Linked DNA regions of Mus musculus: all the other regions are linked to region 2. The links are chromatin contacts, called in public HiChIP or PLAC-seq and promoter capture Hi-C maps. All regions are on one chromosome and are shown on one strand. Each heading gives the region's core, a stretch centred on a gene start, on an enhancer-like site or on the middle of the called end of the contact. The rest is flanking DNA. Distances are from core to core; before and after follow the strand shown.

Region 1 (2,754 bases), core at 233-2,732, 270 kb after region 2:
GTGTCAGTGTCTCTGTCTCTGTCTGTCTCTCTGTCTCTGTGTGCCTGTCTGTCTCTCTGTCTCAGTGAGTCTATTTCTGTATCTCTCTATGTGTCTGTCTCTGTCTCTGTGTCTCTCTATGTCTCTCTCACACCTCTTTCTCTCTCCATCTCTGTGTCTCTCTGTCTCTCTCCACCCACTCATTATCTACAGCTTACTACATATTCTTCTACTTTGTCTAGTAATAAAGTCAGTCATTCAAAACTGCAAGTATGGCCTGCGGTAAATGAGTCTCTGAACCATAAAATGCATGGAAAGGAAACAGTACGTCATATGATACAGTGATCTATTTTATATATTAAGTTAGCATGTTTGAAAATACACTAATAATGTGGTGACAGAGGCGAATTCCTTCCCACCCACACAATTATAAACTAATAAATATCATTGCTCAAAAATGAGGAATTTCTGATCTTAAAAATATACCATATGCTGAGTCTAGTGGAAGAGGCCTGTTAGCCTAGAGTTGAGAGACAGGAGACTCATAACTTCAGGAGCTACTTGGGCTACAGACTGAACACAAGGGTAACCTGGGCCAATAGTGAAATCTTGTCTCAAAATAAAAAGTGAAAAGATATAGCTCAGGGGTAGAGCCCCTGCCTAGAATCTCCCAGTGAGGGGCTGCTGTGTGGCTCAGGGGTAGAGCCCCTGCCTAGAATCCCCCAGTGAGGGGCTGGGGTGTGGCTCAGTGGTAGAGCCCCTGCCTAGAATCCCCCAGGGAGGGGCTGGGGTGTGGCTCAGTGGTAGAGCCCCTGCCTAGAATCCCCCAGTGAGGGGCTGGGGTGTGGCTCAGTGGTAGAGCATCTGCCTAGAATCCCCCAGGGAGGGGCTGGGGGCGTGGCTCAGTGGTAGAGCCCCTGCCTAGAATCCCCCAGTGAGGGGCTGCTGTGTGGCTCAGGGGTAGAGCCCCTGCCTAGAATCCCCCAGTGAGGGGCTGGGGTGTGGCTCAGTGGTAGAGCCCCTGCCTAGAATCCCCCAGGGAGGGGCTGGGGGCGTGGCTCAGTGGTAGAGCCCCTGCCTAGAATACCCCAGTGAGGGGCTGGGGGCGTGGCTCAGTGGTAGAGCCCCTGCTTAGAATCCCCCAGGGAGGGGCTGGGGTGTGGCTCAGTGGTAGAGCCCCTGCCTAGAATCCCCCAGGGAGGGGCTGGGGCGTGGCTCAGTGGTAGAGCCGCTGCCTAGAATCCCCCCAGGGAGGGGCTGGGGGCGTGGCTCAGTAGTAGAGCCCCTGCCTAGAATCCCCCAGTGAGGGGCTGGGGTGTGGCTCAGTGGTAGAGCGCTTCTCTAGGATGCATAAGGCTCCAGATTTAATCACCAGTGCGTAAATTAATAAGTTAATAAATTCTACACTAAGCATGATGGCACAGGCATGTAATCCCAGACTGGAGAGACAGACTGAAGACTCGTGCTTTTTATGGCCAGCTTGGGCTATCAAATCCTCCTAAATGAAAAGTCAAAACAAACAAAACACAGTCCACAGGTCACTGTTACTGTCCTCTCTGTCGTCCGAGGTGAATGTTCTTTCAGAATCCAGAAAGAAAATTACCAAACTGGTCAAGAAAGCACAAAAAGCTCAGCTGTAAAATGAAACTGATATCCGTAAAAGACATTCATTTCACAGATGAGGAAATACAAGTGGTCGTAAGCCCCGCCCCCGCTGTTCAGTTCCAGGTAAGTCTAGCCCTCGACTCGCAGTTCCAGGGTTACGTCAGGGGGACGAGGATGAATATTTGGTCAATCACCATGACACGCCCACTAGCTGGGCAAGCTTCCACCTGCTTGTCTGACAGTGGGAAGACAGTGCAAGGAGCACTCGTAGGTTCACTGCCTGGGGAGCACTCTGGCATGAAGTTGCCTGCAATGTATCTTTTGCCCGTGGAAGCCTTTGACAATCTTTAAATGGTGCGCTTGACATGACGGACTCGGGCCACCTTGAAGGGCTACAGATCTTGTCTTTAGAGTCAAATGTATTGCAAGAGTCTTGCCTGTAATATATCTTCTGCCCGTGGAAGCCTTTGACAAACTTTAAATGTGTGACATGTATCTTATAAAAGGAATCCTCACAGTCCAACTGCACAGCCCCTATCGGCTCTTACAATAGACTCTTCTCTTGCAATGGAGACTAAGGAGTGCCACACACAGCAGATAATGGATCTTCACAGGGAATCCTCACCCGTGATTTAAACTCGGGGAGGGGGAGGGGGATGCATGCCATGATTTCCAGTGTGTGTGGGACCTGCTTGGTGAGTTTGAGGCCAGTAAGACTCTGTCTCCAGACACAGGGGACAGGGTGAGGGACACAGTTGAAGTCAACCTCTGCCTTCCATACTCATACCCACAAATGAACACAGGAATGATGTACATAAAGCCAAACCAAACTAAATATATTAATATCAGGTTTTGAGTTTTCATTTTGTCTTGAGACAGGGTCTTACTATGTTGCCCAGGGAGTCCTGGAACTTGCTATGTAGACTAGGCTGCCTCAAACTCCCAGAGATCCACCTGCCTCTGTACCCCAAGTGCTAGGATTAAAGGTGTGTACTCTGCTGGGCTTATATTAATATAACTTTAAAGGCTAGGCTAAAGAAAAGCATCCACACTAATTGGTAATATTTTATCCTTTTGAGAGGTCTCACTCTGGAACCCAGACTGGTTTGGCATGCCTTGGTCCTCCTGCCTCAGTCATCCAGGTGTTGGGATTTCAGTGTTGTATGGCCC
Region 2 (3,083 bases), core at 376-2,875:
ATTTACAGTTTTCTGTCAGTATACTAAAGTAACCGAGGCAGCTAACTATATTACAAAGTTTATTTGGCTCAGTTCTGGAGATTGCAACACATAATTGGCAGCTCCATGGCTTTGAGTCTCTGGTGATGGCATGTGTCATTGGGTGAAGCAAGACCATTTATGCCACAAGCCAGAAAGTAGAGAGAGAAAGAGAGAGAGAGAGCAGAGTGTTAAAATCCCCTGTGACTGTGTGTTCCTTAGAGATCTCCTGACGCTTACCAGGCTACTTCCTAAAGGACTGTCCATACTGCTCATGACCCAGGACAACCCATGTGTCCTTGATGACAGGCCATTTCTCGGCCATGGCAGGATTCAGTGCTTCCTCACCTTCCCATGGATGTCCTGTGTTGAGCGACTCAGTGAGTGTGATCTCCTAGGGCTTCCCGTGGTAACTGGAGGGGTGCTCCAAGGAGGGAGGGAATGAAGAAGGGGGTCCAACAGTGCCTGCATAGGAACAGTCTAGCCAGCCTCCCTTCCCGGCTGCTGTTCTGTCACTCATGATAGCTCCAGTCATCTCTAAACTTCTGGTCTCTCTCTCTCTCTCCTTCCCTCTCAGACTGAGGTTTCTCCCATCCCCTCGCATCTAATTTCTAAGAGTCTAAGCCCAGAGAAGAAGCTAGGTTGTATTTCAGAAGTATTTGGATGGGAGAGAGTATGGGAGTCAGCCTGAGAGTGATGTCCCTCTGAAAGTACTATGACCCAGTGAGCATCTCTGTGTCTGTCACTGGAACATGGGATGAAGACACTGCCCTCCTTAGGAGGGTGCTGCTCCTCCATGTGCTTACACTTTTGACTGATGCAGTGCTTCTCCGTGTAGCCCTGCCTGCCTTAGAACTCTCTGTGTAGAGGAGTTTGGCTGGCCCCAGTCTCACAGAGATCTGCCTGCTTCTGTCTCCCCAGGGCTGCATTAAAGATGTGCACCACCACCACCACCACCACCACCACCACCACCACCACCACCACCATCACCACCACCACCACCACCACCACCACCACCACCACCATCACCACCACCACCACCTGGCATGCTGGTTTTCTTATAAGGACATAGGGGGATTGAGGGTGATCTATCACAGCTGTCTGTCTTACCTTTATTTCTATCATTCATCTATGTACCTGTGTACCTATTATTTATGTTTCTGTCATGTATCCATCTGCTTATATATGATCTACTTCTCTCTATATATTTTTGCAGTGCTGGGGATAGTCTCAGAGCCTGTGTATGCCAGACTGCATCGAGGTGTGCTGCACCCCCAGTCTGCAGTGGATATTTTGCTTGGTTAGAATTCTTGCATATGAAGGAACTGTAATGGGGTCAGGCCAGCAGAACTTCTGATGGTGTTAGTGCATACCGGCTAGCCAAGCAGGAATGAGTTGGGTCATCAGTGGGTCAGTGTGTGAATGTATCTGTGTTTTATTCTCTTACTTGAGTTTCAAAAGAGAACTTTTCATGTAGGCTGGTGGTCAGTAGCCCTTCTCTGTGAAGGGCATGGAAGGTAAATGTGTTTGCTTGTCAGCCCACACATGTGCCATTAGAAAACAACCACAGAACAGTCAGTGCTGGGTTTGGCTGTGGTCCACCAGACTGTTTGCAAAGGGAGGGAAGGCTGTTTGCTGACGTTTAGGCTATAGGGAAGAGCAGGGGTTTTGGCTGAGATCTGGCCTAGCTCTGCCACAGTTGTGACTCTCCTAAGGGTCACGGTACCCAACTCTTATTCTCCATACATGTTAAGGCTAAAGTGACACGTGTTAGAGTGCCCCTTGTCACCTGACACACAGCTGTGTCAGCAATAGCTTCCTCACCTGCCTTTTAAAATATTGTTTTATTTTATTTTAATTACTTGTCTCTGTGGGTGTATAAGTGATGAATAAGTACAGGTGCCCATGGAGGCTAGAGGATAGTAGTGGAGAGCAGTGAAGGCCAGAGGGGGGCAGCGGAGGCCAGAGGGGGGCAGTGGAGGCCAGAGGAGGGCAGTGGAGGCCAGGAGAGGGCAGCGGAGGCCAGAGAAGGGCAGTGGAGGCCAGAGGAGGGCAGTGGAGGGCAGAGGAGGGCAGCGGAGGCCAGAGGAGGCCAGAGGAGGGCAGCGGAGGCCAGGGGAGGGCAGCGGAGGCCAGAGGAGAGCATGGAGGCCAGAGGAGAGAAGAGGAGGGCAGTGGAGGGCAGTGGAGGGCAGGGGAGACAGTGAGTGTGTCTTCTGGAAAGTTACAGGTAGCTGTGAGCAGTCTATCAGGGAACTTTAGGTTAACCCCTGCTTAGCCATTTCTAACATCTGTTCTTTTATATAGCCTGTTTCAGTGCCATAGAGAGTACCATTGACCTTTGAGTAAATAGCCAAGAGCTGTGCTTTGTAGCCATATCTTCTGTCTGAATTATCTGTTTACACCTTTTATCCCAAAAGTTGGGTGGAGGGCTTGCAAGGGGAGCTCTGCAAGGCTTGGATGGGTGATCTGCCCTCTGGTGTCTACATCTTCAGCAGAGACTCAGTGAGCGGCCTGTGGTAACCCATCAGTCAAATTGGATTATTCTTTATGGTTGGGGAGCAAATTGAAATTGTGAGAGGTGATTTTCCTTCTCACATTTCAAGGCCAGATAAGAATATTTACTTGTGGCCTCTGTGTATCTGGAAATGCAAATTGAATTTGGTGATTGGAATTGATGTGATGTGAGGAACGGCACTCATCAGAGTCAGTGTATGCCCAATGACTAGAGACCAGAAGGCTTCCTCACCAACCTCCTCAGCTGGGCCTTTGGTTGGTAACTTTTTAATCTCTGCTTTCCCTATTCTCTGGTTGTCTATACAGTTTGGCAGTTCTTTTGATTTTGGGATGTGTGTGCATGTGTGAGTGGGCACCAGAAAAATGTGCAATAATAATTGTAGGTTTTAAGAAATGGAATTGATGGTAGAAATACAGACAGCTATGTGCAATGCTGAGCTCTTAACAAGGGTGCTGGGGAAATGGGCTCCTTCTGAGTTTGTATCAGGCTGCCCCACTGCAGGACCCAGTGCACAGCTGCCACTTGCCTCCTCCTGTATTTGGGATCC
Region 3 (2,971 bases), core at 178-2,677, 400 kb before region 2:
TAACGGCACCACAGCCAAACAAAACCCATGGCCCCCCGCTGCCCCCTCCCGAAGGCCTGCTGAGCCCCTGGGAAAGGGACGCCTCATTCTCAGGAGGCTACGGTGGGGTTCTCAGGGCCCCTCTTTGACCAAGACTAGATAGGAGCCTGTCCTCTTAACCTCCACTGTCCTAAAGCGAAGTCTCACTGGGGCTGGGTCAGGAAGGAAAGTGAGTCTTAGTCTTCACACCAAATATCTACCCCCACCCCTACACACACACACACACACACACACACACACACACACACACACACACACACACGCAGTGCACTCTGCTCTCCCGCCCCAACGGTCCTGTTGTAGCCTCCAGGGAGATTTTCAAAGTGGGGTGTGTCTTTTTATTATGTGTATGAAGTTGGTCTAACAGGAGGTGGGGGAGCTGAGCTACTGAAGTCAGGGTTCTGAGCAAGTCTGGAGAACTAGCACCCATTTCTTTCACTTTGCCTGGTCCAGGGGTGTGCTATGCCTTTTCCTCCCTCCCTTTCAAGGGGGCGTACCTTCCACCCAGGAAGAAGGAAGGGGAGTGAAGGGGACCCAGGATGGAACTGAGCCAATTTGCTCGAAAAAGTTTAGGAACAAATATGGCCATTCACTCCAGTGTTTAGGAGAAGCGTTACAGAGCCAGCCCTAAGCTGGAGGCGACTCATCCAGACACAGAGCATGTGGCTGGGGTGACCCTGGGCAACACGGAAGGAAGCTTCCAGGGTAGTAAGGCAAAGTGAACCCCAGCAGCCACACGGGGCTGTAATGGGATTTATCAGTGTCATCGTTTCCCAGATAGACCCAAAGCAATTAACGCATCGGGAACCGCTATCGTCAGTCACCAGTTGGACCAGAGGGTGATCCCCACTTCATCCCCCTGCCCAGGCCGCGCTGGGTCTCACCATCTCCTTGTGGCGCGAGATCCAGGTCTCGAACAGCAGATCGAGCCGCGCGCGGTGAAACTTTCTGGTGGTCTTGACGGCGATGAAGACGTCGCGAGGGGACAGAACTTCGGCGGGGGGACGCGGATGGCCGTCGCCCTGGCGAGAAGCGACCCCGGGCGGTGGATCCGCGTCTCTGCGCGCGCGGGTGAGTAGACTGAAGTACTCGGAGAGGCTATGCACCTCGCGGGTGAGGACTCCGGGATCCACAGCCGCCCTGGACCCTGAAGCCGGAGCTCCTCCAGAGGAGCCCGCCAGGCTACGCAGCGCGCGCCGTCCGCGCTCAGCGGGCATCGGAGTCGGTGGCGGGTCGGCCGTGAGCACCAGGAGACAAGCCAACAGCGCGCCCACCAGCGCCAGCAGCAGGCGCCGGCCGCACCGCTGGAGCATGGTGGCCGGCGGCCGCACGTAATATCTATCCCAGTGCCAACTGGTCCGGCTGCCCGAGGCTCCCGGTCCAGCTGCGCGCCTCTCGCTTCAGGAACTCTTAAACCTCCCCTGCCCGCCACGCCTCCACGCGCTAATTGGCTGCTAGCCTTGGGGCGTAACCTTTAGGGAGATCTCTCCTTCCCACGTGGGATACGGACAAGGGGCTGGGAACCACCCAGCTGGGGTACCCACGGCACCCGCCCCCTTTGTGCACGAGCCTGTCCCGCCTGCGCCGAGTCACCCTCCGGAGCTGCTCTGGGAGACACCCAGCCTGACCAACGCCCGCCACGGCTGCACGTGGAGGACGCGCCCCCGAAGCTGGGACCTGGGTGATAGGGCCAGTGCTCCTCCGCGGGCGACATCCTTGGCTTCTCGCTGTGCATTTCCTGTCCCCGAGCGGGTTTCCTTCCCTGGGGAACGGTGCTGACTGAGCCAAAGTGGTAGCCTGCAGTGTGTCCTGAGCGATTAATTTTGAGCTGCCCTTACTGATACTTATGTCTTAGGAGTGGACCTGAAGTTCAGGCAAAAGGGTATCAGTGACAAAATTCTACGTCCCTCCGTCGGTCCATCCTTCCCTCCTCCCCCAGGCAGGCCTGTCTTGGCATCATGTTCCTAAATGGGGAGGGTTGGTCCCCAAAAACCTCAGGCACCCCGTAGCGAGGAGACACTCAAGCAGCCTCTTTCCTCGAAGGATGAAAGGCTACCTTCTGTTCCATTTGGTTCCTCCGCACTCCTACCAGATGTGACCCAGCTGTGCGCCATCCCAGACCCGCCTCCCCGGCACACGGCCCCCTTCCCACGGGCGGGGGCCTTGCCTGCGCCTAGCACGAGCGGGGGCGGCAGGAATGTGCGCCTAATGGTAGGGTGAGAGGCTACGGGTCCGGAAATGGCCAAGGGTCCCCTGGAGTGGGAGCAGGGTCCGAGCCCGAGCCTGCTGCATCTTCCGGGAGCGCAGCTGGGGGCGGCTCTCCGCCTGGCTGCCCCTGGGTCTGGTTGGCTTCAGTTTCCGCGTCCCCCTTCAAAGGAAGTCTGAGCCCACCCTGCCACCACGGATAAACTGCTGTTCCTTCTGTCGCCGACTCCCTAGCGTTTATATTTTAGACCGGAGTATCATTTCTAATTATTTCTCTACTACACTCTTCTTAATGTCCGTCCCTCTCTTGGAGGTTAAAAGAAGGCATCAGGCTGGATCAGGTAAAGACTTACTGCAGGGGCTGGCCAGATGGTTCAGTGGGCAAACGCAACTGTCACCTAGGCAGATTTGAGTTTATTTCCCAGGACCCACATGGTCAGAAAGAACCAACAATATGTTGCCCTCTGACCTCCACACGTGCAACTTGGCCTGAGCAACACACATTTATACACACGCACGCACGCACGCACATACACATACGCACACCTGCTTTCAACAAAATTCTTTTCAAAATGAAGACAGACATGATAGCCCATGTAGCAGGCTTGGACGATTGCTGAACATTTAAAGGCAGCCTGAGTTACAGAGTGAATATCGGGTCAGCCCCTGCTGCCGTGTAAAAGAGCGCCTGAAATGTACCTCATCTGGCAAAGTTGGTAAAGTGTTT

The links. Promoter capture Hi-C pulls out the DNA fragments that hold promoters and counts their contacts. HiChIP or PLAC-seq counts read pairs in DNA pulled down with a chosen protein or histone mark.
Region 1: a contact with region 2 is called in a promoter capture Hi-C map of liver, with 2.0 times the contacts expected there. The contact joins two enhancer-like sites. A contact is called at or near these places in 3 of 39 promoter capture datasets (the C10 cell line, cranial neural crest and liver), 3 of 115 datasets of contacts at active chromatin or transcription factors (SST interneurons, embryonic stem cells and large pre-B cells) and 1 of 9 other capture datasets (embryonic stem cells).
Region 3: a contact with region 2 is called in an HNF4G HiChIP or PLAC-seq map of pancreatic cancer cells. The contact joins the promoter of Lfng here to the enhancer-like site in region 2. A contact is called at or near these places in 1 of 484 Hi-C or Micro-C datasets (the G1E-ER4 cell line) and 4 of 115 datasets of contacts at active chromatin or transcription factors (memory CD8 T cells, microglia, pancreatic cancer cells and 1 more).

The regions. Positions count from the first base shown.
Region 1 is chr5:139,935,634-139,938,387 of GRCm38.p6, reverse strand. All of the region lies in intron 1 of Elfn1 (leucine rich repeat and fibronectin type III, extracellular 1), which reads right to left. Among named protein-coding and RNA genes, the nearest start is that of Elfn1, 29 kb to the right of the region's middle. Within about 2 kb of position 1,482, at least 3 of the 459 cell types and tissues checked have an H3K27ac peak or open chromatin away from gene starts, as enhancers often do. A contact at or near this core is called in liver, where this site is marked.
Region 2 is chr5:140,203,208-140,206,290 of GRCm38.p6, reverse strand. The region is part of intron 10 of Mad1l1 (MAD1 mitotic arrest deficient 1-like 1); the gene reads left to right. Among named protein-coding and RNA genes, the nearest start is that of Gm16120, 3.3 kb to the left of the region's middle. Within about 2 kb of position 1,625, at least 23 of the 459 cell types and tissues checked have an H3K27ac peak or open chromatin away from gene starts, as enhancers often do. A contact at or near this core is called in liver and pancreatic cancer cells, where this site is marked.
Region 3 is chr5:140,605,797-140,608,767 of GRCm38.p6, reverse strand. Lfng (LFNG O-fucosylpeptide 3-beta-N-acetylglucosaminyltransferase) reads right to left here and starts at 1,427. Exons shown (of 8, transcript NM_008494.3): 1 at 924-1,427. The coding sequence starts at 1,352.